2 separate regions of the Ovis aries genome follow, and region 2 is linked to region 1. A link is a contact called in public Hi-C data. All regions are on one chromosome and are shown on one strand. Each heading gives the region's core, a stretch centred on a gene start, on an enhancer-like site or on the middle of the called end of the contact. The rest is flanking DNA. Distances are from core to core; before and after follow the strand shown.

Region 1 (5,130 bases), core at 1,884-4,383:
CCTTGTCTTTTCTGACTGGTTCGTCCCAGAGGCTCTGCCTCCGCCCTCAGCGGTCCTGGTCCTCCCCTGCTCTGCTCAGGCCCTGAGTCCAGCCCCTTGAACGAGGTGGTGTCTGAAGCCTTTGTCCGCTTCTTCGTGGAGATCGTGGGCCACTACTCGCTGTTCCTGACGGCGGGCGAGCGCGAGGAGAGGACCCTGCAGCTGCAGCGAGAGGCCTTCCGCAAAGCCGTCTCCTCCAAGAGCCTCCGCCGGTTCCTGGAAGTCTTCATGGAGACCCAGACGTTCCGGGGCTTCATCCAGGAGCGGGAGCTGCGCCGGCAGGATGCCAAAGGTCGGGGTTGTCGCTTTCCCTCTGCTCCCCACGCCCAGAACCCCACTCCTGGTTCCCGAGCGAGTTCTCCTCTGTCCTCGTCTCCCCAGCTTGACCAGACTCTCACAGACACCCTTTCCCTCCTCTCTCGGTGGCGTTTCTCCTCCGTCTCCTCTTGTCCCTTCTGCCCTCCTTCCTCACCCTCTCCCCTCGGCCCTGGGGCTGGACAGAGGAGGAGAAGCTGGCCCGCACCCTCCTCTCCATGTGCCGCCACTGACGCCCAGCGAGCTGGCTGCAGGAAAGGAGGACAGCAGAGACCCCCCTCCCCGGCCTGGGGAGCCCAAGGGCCCTCTGTCCACACACACCCCCACACCCCCGTCCTCTGCTCCTCAGGTTCTCCTTGTCTCCCTCAGTGTCCCTGTCCCTGGGTTCCATCACGCCTCTAGAGATCAGGATTGGGAAGTGTGCGGAAGAGTATGAAACCGTTCCTATCTCTTTCTTCCATGCTCTTTAAGTCCTTTGAGGAATCTGAAAGCTAGAAATATCAGGAAAGGCTGCCCCAGGTGGGACCTACGCCAGAGGACCGGAGAGACAGATAGATGATTAACCCTGAGGAGAGGCCACCCAGTGACAAGGGTCGGGGGTGCGGGAGCAGCTGGCCCAGGCCTGGGTGTCCTCTGGTGCCGTGATCGCAGACCCTGAGCTAAGGCAGCAAAGCTCCACATCCCCAGAGCTCTGTGCAATGCAGAAAGGGGGGCTGTCGTACTTCAGATGATTCTGATGAGGGTATCTGGAGAGACAAGAGAAGGTGGGTTAGAGCCTAGGAGGAGGCACACGACTCCTGATGAAGAATTCACTAGAAGGCCTCCCGAGTACACCCACGGATCACTGTTTGATAGAAGATCAGGGGGAGATGAAGACAGTAGCCTGAGGCTCCAGCCCTGGGTGAGAACCGAAGGTCCCTGCCTGATGAGGTGACCCGCCCGCCCCGCCCTCCTGAGTCCCTAGACAGGAGCCAGACTCCCAGGAGGCAGGCCACTTGGTCAGGGGCCCTCTTACGGGAGATCTCAAGGAGACGGGAAGGGCCAGGACTGTCTGGTTCTTCTCTGAAACCACAGGCCTGACACAGTGCAGGTGCTTGGAAGGTGTTCGTCGAGGGAAAACAGGACTTCATGGACGAGCTAGCTTTACAGCTTTCCAAAGACAGTTACTGCACAAGGCTGGGCAATTATAAGGTCAGGAAAAAAAACCCTTTTAAATCTTACAATTCAGAGCATGTTTATAGAGCAGCTCCGTCTCAGCTTCTCTTGTCTGCAGCAGTAAGGAAACGAACACGTGTAGAAGCAACGAGAGAAGGAGCTAAACTAGTTAGGATTTCTCTTGTCAACAGGTCTATTTGAGGTCCGAGCCCAGGAGTACCTGGAAACACTCCCCAGCGGAGAACACAGCGGTGTCAACAAGTTCCTGAAGGGACTAGGTGAGGCCCAGGGGTCTGGGTTCCCGGCAGCAGCCCCCGGGGCCACGGGGTCTTGGCCAGTTCCTGCCACTGGGGCCGGGGCTCATGACGCTGACCTCTGAGGCCTGCGCCCACTGGGCCCAGTTGGCATCTTACCACCCTCCTGTCCTGCCCTGTCCCCGGAGCGGAAGCTAAGGACATACGGCCCCCTCCCTGCCCTCCTGGGCCCTGACTGCGTTGCTCTTCTTTCAGTCTTACCTCCCACAGCTTCAGTCTTTTGGGGAGTGGGGCTTAGAAATATGATGAATGGAACCAGAGAAGGGGGCCTGGAGGTAGAGACCTGGGCCAGTCTCCAGATGACCCTGAATAGTGGAAATGTAAAAATTTCAGTAAGGACTGCAGTTTAACCAGCCAAAAAAGGCCCTTGCTAGGAAATGGAGGAGGAGAAGAAAGCAAAAAGCATGAGAGAGGGAGGGAGCAGGCCCCAGTGAGGAAGAGCTGCGGTAAGGCCAGCCCCCGCAGGGCCTGCAGGGGTCCTGCTTAGAGCCTCACCCGGGGGCTGGTGCCTGGGAAGGGACCACCGACCTCCTGCAAGGCTGGGCCTGCGTTTGTCCCCCCTCGGCTCCCAGGGAGGCGTGACAGTCCGTGCTTCCTGTGTCATCATTTCAGAAGCAACTGATAGTCTGCAGCTCTGACAGTCTTCCCTTCAAAAGATCCCTGTTCACAGGGGAGGCGCATGAGGAGTGCAGGGGGCACGCAGGCAGGGGAATCCCCCCCCAACTTCTCCTGGGCCCTGGGGTGAAGCTCGGGGGGCGGTGTGGGAGCCCCAGCTGTCCACACCACAGCTGGTGTGAAAAGGGCAGGATTTTAACTCAGCTCCTCTGTCTGCCTGGTGCGATGTTCTTGTTTTCTTTTTTTAGGCAATAAAATGAAGTTTCTCCACAAGAAATAGCCCTCAACCCAGAATCCAGGGAAAACTTCCTCCCAGGGCAACCACGTCTTAAAAATAGTCCTGGCGGCCTTCCTGAGAAGCCAGTCCTTGGTTGTCCCAGGTGCTGGGATGAAGGCCTGGATGGTTTCCGCCCACCCCTGGGGTGTCCTCAGGGACAGGACCCCAGAGCTGCAGGCAGGCAGCTTCTTCAGAACAGCATTGGACATGGGACCTGGGACCAGGCACGTTCAAAGGGATTGTTTTGGTTTGTTGGATTCGGGGCGTTTGTTTATTTTTTTTTTTAATCTTAGATATTAAAAAAGAAGAAGAAAAGTGTTTGGGTTTTCTTTTTATTACGCCAAGGCTAAGACAGCTGTCATGTCCTGTGTCATGAACCTTTCCCGGGTTCATCCTGCCTGGCAGCTCATGCTGGAGCCAAGGGGAGGAGACTGGGAAGGAGCTGCCCCCAGGGACTTGGAACCGAGATGCTCCCCGTGGCAGAACTGGGGACAGATTGGGGGGTCAAGGGAGAGACACCGTGGCAACACCCGCGGGCACTGCAGACCCCATGCCGCGGGTGTCAGGGCGGGAGTCCTCTCTGGGAAAGGATCGCAGGGAGTGGAGTGCGGTCTGTGCTGGAAAGGAGGACGGGACAGCAGCAGGATCTGGTTTCCTGGGATGAACAGCTCTTTCAGCCCGGCCGGTGACGCCACCTGCTGGCCGAGCCCACTTGTCGTCACGTCGCCAACGCCTCTGGTCCCAAATGGTCCTGATTCTCCTGGACGGCCTCTTTTCCCTCAGAGGCCGCAGAGCGCGCCCCTGCCCGGGATTCCACCACTTTTACAGGTATACACAAAAAGAGGCTATCTCTTCGTAAGATGTTAATAAAATATTCTTAGGGCCCTAAAGTTTATGATGCTGCTCACCTTAAAGTCCGCAACCCACAGCCATTCCTATTTTACTGCAAGAGATTTTCTCATCTCGTGTAGGGCCCAGAACAGCACGTGTAGTCGTACACGCCACACATGTAGGATGAATGGAGGGGCTTCTGTTGTCATCAAGAAGCAGCATCAACGTTGGGTACATACATGATTCGAATGAACTTACAAAAGGGAAAGAGACTCACAGACTTAGAGACCGAACCTATGGTTGCTGGGAGAGGTGGGGGAGAGATTGGGGGGAAGGGACAGTTAGGGAGCTGGAGACAGACATGTACACACTGCTATATTTAAAGTGCCTACTGTACGGCACAGAGAACGCTGCTCAGTGTTATGTGGCAGCCTGGATGGGAGGGGAGTTTGGGGGAGAATGGCTGTGTGTTTATGCATGGCTGGGTCCTTTCACTGTTCACCTGAAGCTATCACGTCTTTGTTAATCGGCTATACCCCAACACAAACTAAAAAGTGAGAAAAAAGGAGCATCAAAACTTTTTGCAGCGAGGGGAGGAAGCAGGAGGCGTGGGAGAAGGCTGCACTCCGGGGGGCGCCATCCTGCCCCAGTGGGAAGAAAGCCTTGGGCGACACAGGCATGCTCTCAAAGCAGGCCTCAGGGCCCCTCCACGGGCAACCCACTGCCTAGTGACCCACCAGGTGGGTTCCCTCTGGGTGGCACCAGGAACCCTACAAAAACACACAAAAGGAATGTGCTCTGACCCTGGCAATGACCCTGGGGCCTGGGCTGCCCAGCAGAGGTTCTTGACCTTTAAGGAGATGGGAGCAAAGAGTCTTCTGAGAAAAGGACGAGAGGAAAATGAGGAGAGGTCAACCTTTCACCCCGTACTAGGGGTTCTTAACTAAAGTCATGGTCCACCAAATTGTATCCAAGATTTGGTGTGTCCATTCATTTTGGGGGCAAGAATCCATAGTTTACATCAGATCTGAAAGGGTCCAAGGCCCCCCAAAAGGATAGGAACATAACAATTACCTAGGTGTATAGATATGTATGGTTGGGGGTTGGGGAAGACTGAAAGAGAATCTCTGGATGTGGGGACTCAGGAATTTGTAACAAGCGCCTCAGATTAGTTTATTAACACCAATATTCTGCCCAAAGATGATCACTTCCTTAATATTTTGGAATATACTTTCTTTTCTAACTTATTTCATATTATATTGTTTACTCAACACCTCTCAGTGAATAAATGTACACTTTTGTCAACATTTCCAATGGCTATGTAATATTCTGTTTTGCAGATATGATAAATGTTATGTTACCAACCCTCTCATGCATGCAAGATATTTCCAATTTTTAATATCATAAAGAGCATTGAGAAGAGCACCTTTGTAAAAGTTTCTTAGTACATATGCCTTGCTTTCAATTTTAAAGATTATTTCTTTACTTATTTTGGGCTGTACTGGGTCTTTGTTGCTGCGCGGACTTTTCTCTAGTTGCGGTGAGCAAGGACTGCTCTCTAGCTGTGGTGCGCGGGCTTCTTGT
Region 2 (5,042 bases), core at 2,171-4,670, 110 kb before region 1:
TCTTCCACGATCTCAGGCAAGCTGAGCCACTTGATTCCTGGCAAAAGTGCGAGGACCCGGCTGCCCATCTTCATCAGCAGCAGGTCCATCTGCACCTGAGCGAGCAGGCCGGGGTGCAACACCTGCCAGGAGAGCAACAGTGAGACAGAGGAGGGATCAATCAGGAGGGCACATTTGCCTAGCCAGGGCTGGGTCCCACCATCAAAAGAGGTCTAGGGGACTTCCCTGGCAATTCAGCAGTTAAGACTCTGTGCTTCCAATGCAGGGGGTGCAGGTTCGATCCCTGGTTGAGAAATGAAGGTCACATGTGCCTTGTGGTGCAGGCAACGTCCCCCCCACCACCCCCCAGCAAAAAAAAGGACAATCAGCTGGCCGAGGGGAAGCAAGTCCAACACCCATTCCTTTGTGCCTTCCTGAGTGGACAGGAGGGCTGCTCCCCTGAGCGGCACTCAGCTTTGCTGGGAAGAATAGGTTGGCCTCCCTTCCAGATACACTGAGCTTAGATCAGCGGCTCCCAAACATCAGCGAGCATAAAAGCCAACATAGGCTGCTTGGTAAAAGTGTGGAGCCCCAGCCTCCTCCAGGACCTACTGAATCAGACTGGCTGGGAGGCGGGGTGGAAATGTGCATTTTACTGAGTGTCCAGGTAACTGGGTCAGGTAGTCCCAAGCCTGCAAAATACTGCTCTAGAGTCACAGGACTCCAGAGGTGAGATGCAAAGAGCTCTGGGTTTCAAACACTCCAGTTCTATAACTCATCTCCTGTATGAAACTGGACTGGCCACTAAGCCTCTTCTCAGCCTCCTGTTCCATCATTTAAAACACGCAGATCACAGCCTCTACCTCCACCACAAATCCTTTTCAGAATAAAGTGGAATGTAAATAAACATGTAAGAAAAACTAGTCCAGGGACTTCCTTGGTGATCCAGTGGCTAAGTCTCTGGGCTCCCACTGCAGGGGGCCCAGGTTCAACCCTTGTTGGGAGAAGGAGATCCCGCGTGCCACAGCTAAGAACCAGCACAGCCAAATAAATAAGCAAATGTTTTTTTGAACCTGTTTAAAAAAAAAAATGCCCATCTCAGGTACCTCATACATATGAAATAAAGCATCTGACTTGATGGCACATCTACTCCTTTAGTCTCCCACAGAGCAAAGGGAAACTTAAAGATACTTTGGACAAGTGTTTCCTAAACATGCCTGATGTTGCGACTCATTTGCAGCAATTATAAAAGGCCAGGTCAGGCTCTCCCCTTGGAAATTATGAATTCAGCCTGTCTCAGTGAGGCACCCATGGGAGGGATTTTTCTGTGAGGGTGAGAGCACCAGGGTATTGGCTACTAGGACCGCTAGTTCTCCTGGGGGTGTTCGGATCAGGAATGGAAAGGTGTGGAGAGGAGAGATGATGGAGCCGGGCAGGGGTAACTGGAAATGAACCGAGAAGGAAGCTGATGTTGTAAAAATGAACGCTGCCCTCTTGGATTTGCCACAGTAACACCTAACCTAGTCTGTCTCCCATTTATCCTGACCCCAGAGCCAAGAGGTCAGCCGGATGGATGATGGGTCCTCCCCCCGCAGAGACAGCCAACTCCACAGCCTCTTCATCTTCCTTTTTCAGGCCATTCGCATCACTCTCCTTCAAGCCAAGAAATCAAACAGCTTGTGTGTCACAGGTACTCAGATAATGGTCAAGCTGAAAGAAATCAACGGAAGGCACCATGGGGTAATTTGCAAAGGGTTGTATCCTGACCTGGGTAGCCCCGTGGAGTTGGTGAGGTTTTAGAGATGGGAGGGCCTGGCTGCAAACATCAGAACACTTACTTTCACGGCCACGGGGACGAGGTGATCTGGCTCCTGTTCATGGGCGGTCCCTGAAGCCTGAGACAAGGATGCATTGGATCCAACCAGGTCCGCTTTAGGGAAGAGCAGCCTTTCTACAAACGACTGGTCGGCAAGACTCTCTTGAGGCCTCCCCGCCTTCTCCAGGCGTCCAGAGAGCTCGCCCAGCCCCCCAGCTGCCCCAGTTTCCGAGGAGAGCTGCAGTTTGGAGGCCGTAGCCAGTCTCTGGATGCTGTCGTTCTCCAGGAAGGCAGGATTGGCTCGCGCTTTGTACACTTGGGCCACGCAGCCGGAACCCACTGGCTCCTGCTTCTCAAAGAAGAGGACCCTCTCCCAGTCCTCCCCAAAGGCCTGGCGCAGGAAGTGTTCGGTGTGAGTCCAAGGATGGGGCGACACCTGGACGTGCAGCCTGGAGAACTGGGCGCAGAACGCCTCTGAGAAGAGATCCCGCCGGGTGCTGGCCCATTGGCCCAACTTGATGTAGGTGGGGCCCGAGGTCTCGGTGGCTTTCAGAAGCAGGTGGAGCCAGAGACTGGAGACACTGGGAGCCAGATAGGTGAGGGGATAGAGTAGGAGGAGGGGGAAGAATTTCACCAAGAGAGCCCCTGCTCTGAGCCAGATGCGCACGTGCAGGAGGAGCCAGCCCAGCCGCCCCTCCGTAGGGACTCTTTCCAGCGGCCCATTTTCAGCCAGGTCACTCCAACTGGTGGTCTGTCGACGTACGCTCTCCGGAGCCCCCTTGCCAATGTCCTCACAGGTGGAGACGAGTTTGGGCAAAGTGCCAAGCAGAAGCCAACAGAGTCTAGCCTTGCGACAGCCCCCAGAGGGTCTCAGAAGGCCGAGTTCCTTTCTGAGCGCAAAACCTCTCAAGTGCGCCAAGCAGACCCTGAGAGAGAAGCGCCAGGGGGTCACCATCCTCTCCCAGAGGTCACGGCCTCGGCTGCCTGCCTCCACTTAAGGAGGGCCCATCTATGTTCCTTCTTTCCGCAAGGACGACATGAGTCCGGGCCTCCGCCGAGTATTCCGTTTAAGAGCGGGGCAGCAGCGAGATGAAGGGGGCGCGCAGACCTGGCCGCCCGTGTGCAGTCCCCAGGACAGGGACGTGACCTGCGCGAGGTGGCCGCGCGGGCGGAGACGGAGCCGGGCGACCGCAGGGTCACCGCGCACGCCCGCCGGCGCCAGAGTGCACCCGCCGAGGGCCAGGACGCAGCAGGGCTGCGCGGAGAGGGGCGCGAGGGGGACCGATCGGAGGGCCGCGGTGCGGAGAGCCTGATGGGGGTGAGGAAGAACCAGATAAGGCGAGGGGTGGAGAGCTGGGGCCGGGGGCGGGGGCAGCGCGAACGGTCGAGGACCAAGGCAGCGAGCGCGCGGTGGGGAGGAGTCGGGTGGGGGCTCCAGAGAGCCGAGGTCCCAAGGGCAGTGGAGGTCTGGGCGCCAGGGGCGGGGAAGGGGAGCGGAGGGTCGCGGAGCGGAGTACCGGAGATAGGGACTCGGAGGGGCCGGGGGTCCGAGGACCGGGGATCCGGACCCGGGGGGGCCGGGGAGCAGGGATCCCGACGCCCAGGCCGCGCGACGCGCGTCTTCCGGGACCGCCCGCCCGCCGGCTCGGGAACCGCCCCTTTAAAGCGAACGCGACCCAGACTCCGGCAGAGATTCACCCGGCCCTCGGGTCCTGGGGTCCCACAAATAGAATTAACGCCAAACGCGCCCTCCACACCCGGTCTCTCCACTGTGCCTCTGTCTCTCCAATGACATTGTAGCTTTCCTTACAAACAGCGTGGAAACGCGGGAATGCCGGGGATATTGATAGCCGGTTCCTGAACAAGGTCTGGTTTTCAGTTGAGCGGGATCGGGAGGGTGGTGGGAGGAGCTGGGTGGGGGGTGTTGTCCTTGGACGGCGGGATTCCCAGGCTGCCCTGATTTGGGGAACGTGTTTGAACCCGGGGCTGTGGCTCCGGAAAGAGTGATCATTCATTCAACCAAGTCTATATTTCTTAAACTCCATCTAATATTTATCGAGGCTCAATAATATCTACCGTGCGAGGTCCTGGGAACATGGAAACACACATCCTGACCTTGCAGGCTCATCACTTTTGAGGAAGATCTCACCATGAAAGAAGGGAACAATGCGGACGATGCCGAGCTGGGCCCTGCGGGGCTCCTGGACACGAAGGTCTCTTTGTCCCCCATTTCTTGTAGGCAAGACTCCAGCCTCCATGACCTTCTCTGAGTCCCAAAGGGCAGAACAGTTGCTAATCAAGGGAGGAGCAGCCAGGAAACCACCTGAGGCACGATTAAAGGGTATTCAAGAATTAGGAGACCTAACCATCCAAGCCGCTGCACACCCTAACCTTGTCAGCAACCTCACCCTTTTGAAACTTTGCAGAAGAAGAATGCAAGACTGTTACCGTCTTGATCCTTCTCAGGTACCTTGCCAGACTATATAACCCCTCCCTCTTTACCAGGGAGGGGGGCACAGTTCTTGAGGCACTAGCCTACTGTGTTCCCCCTTTGTCTGGCGAATGAATAAAGCCGCTCTTTCCTTCTCCTCCATAACTCTGTCTCCATATTTCTGTTTGGCACTGGTGCACAGAGCCAAGATTTGGGCAACAAGGAGAACCCCCCAGGATGGCAGCTATTTGGGAGAAGAGGGGAGGGTGGTACGGGTGGGAGGGTGTTCAGCCGCAAAAAGAATTAAGCCCCCAAATAGGAAGATGTTTGCTGTGAGGTTCTGAGGGAGTTTTTTTAAACTGTGAAGAACCAGAGAAGGCCAGATAGCCCTAGAAAGCAAAGAGGAGCAGAGCAGAGCTTGGAAATCAGTCAGGACAGCCAGGGAAGGCCAGTGGGCATCTGCTCTGCTGTTTGGGGCTTGGAGGCTGACTGCGCTGGGGTACCACAGTCACCTCTACATTCACGACCCTTTATCTCTACGTGGGTGACAGCCTTCCAGAGAAGTCTGCCAGGGACTCACAAGTGGAAAGACCCTGGAGACGTGGCCCATGCCTGCTGCTGGAAGTGTGACTGCCACTCACAGCCTAAGGACTGCGGGAAAACTTGGTGACTCTTGCACTGCAGGCTAACAATCCAACTCCCATTTCCCAAGATGTGCAGACCCTTTTTGAAGTTCCCAAGACAGAAGTCATACCTAACTCCGCTGGTTTTAAGTATGGCCAGCCATTAACTATACCCTCCAAGCTTCAGAGTACA

The links. A called contact is a pair of places that touch in the nucleus more often than the background predicts.
Region 2: a Hi-C map of liver shows a contact between it and region 1, with 4 times the contacts expected there. The contact joins the promoter of ADCK2 here to the enhancer-like site in region 1. A contact is called at or near these places in 13 of 16 Hi-C or Micro-C datasets (blood, hypothalamus, liver and 7 more).

Annotation. Positions count from the first base shown.
Region 1 is chr4:105,303,679-105,308,808 of ARS-UI_Ramb_v3.0, reverse strand. It overlaps DENND2A (DENN domain containing 2A), which reads left to right. Exons shown (of 20, transcript XM_060415154.1): 18 at 80-331; 19 at 1,701-1,787; 20 at 2,687-3,030. The coding sequence ends at 2,718. It overlaps LOC132659769 (a long non-coding RNA gene), which reads right to left. Exons shown (of 2, transcript XR_009600547.1): 2 at 2,736-5,130. Among named protein-coding and RNA genes, the nearest start is that of MKRN1, 37 kb to the right of the region's middle. Within about 2 kb of position 3,133, at least 5 of the 54 cell types and tissues checked have an H3K27ac peak or open chromatin away from gene starts, as enhancers often do. A contact at or near this core is called in liver, where this site is marked.
Region 2 is chr4:105,417,195-105,422,236 of ARS-UI_Ramb_v3.0, reverse strand. ADCK2 (aarF domain containing kinase 2) reads right to left here and starts at 3,420. Exons shown (of 8, transcript XM_004008109.5): 1 at 1,818-3,420; 2 at 1-122. The coding sequence starts at 2,750. LOC132659768 (a long non-coding RNA gene) reads left to right here and starts at 3,458. Exons shown (of 3, transcript XR_009600546.1): 1 at 3,458-3,661; 2 at 4,035-4,261.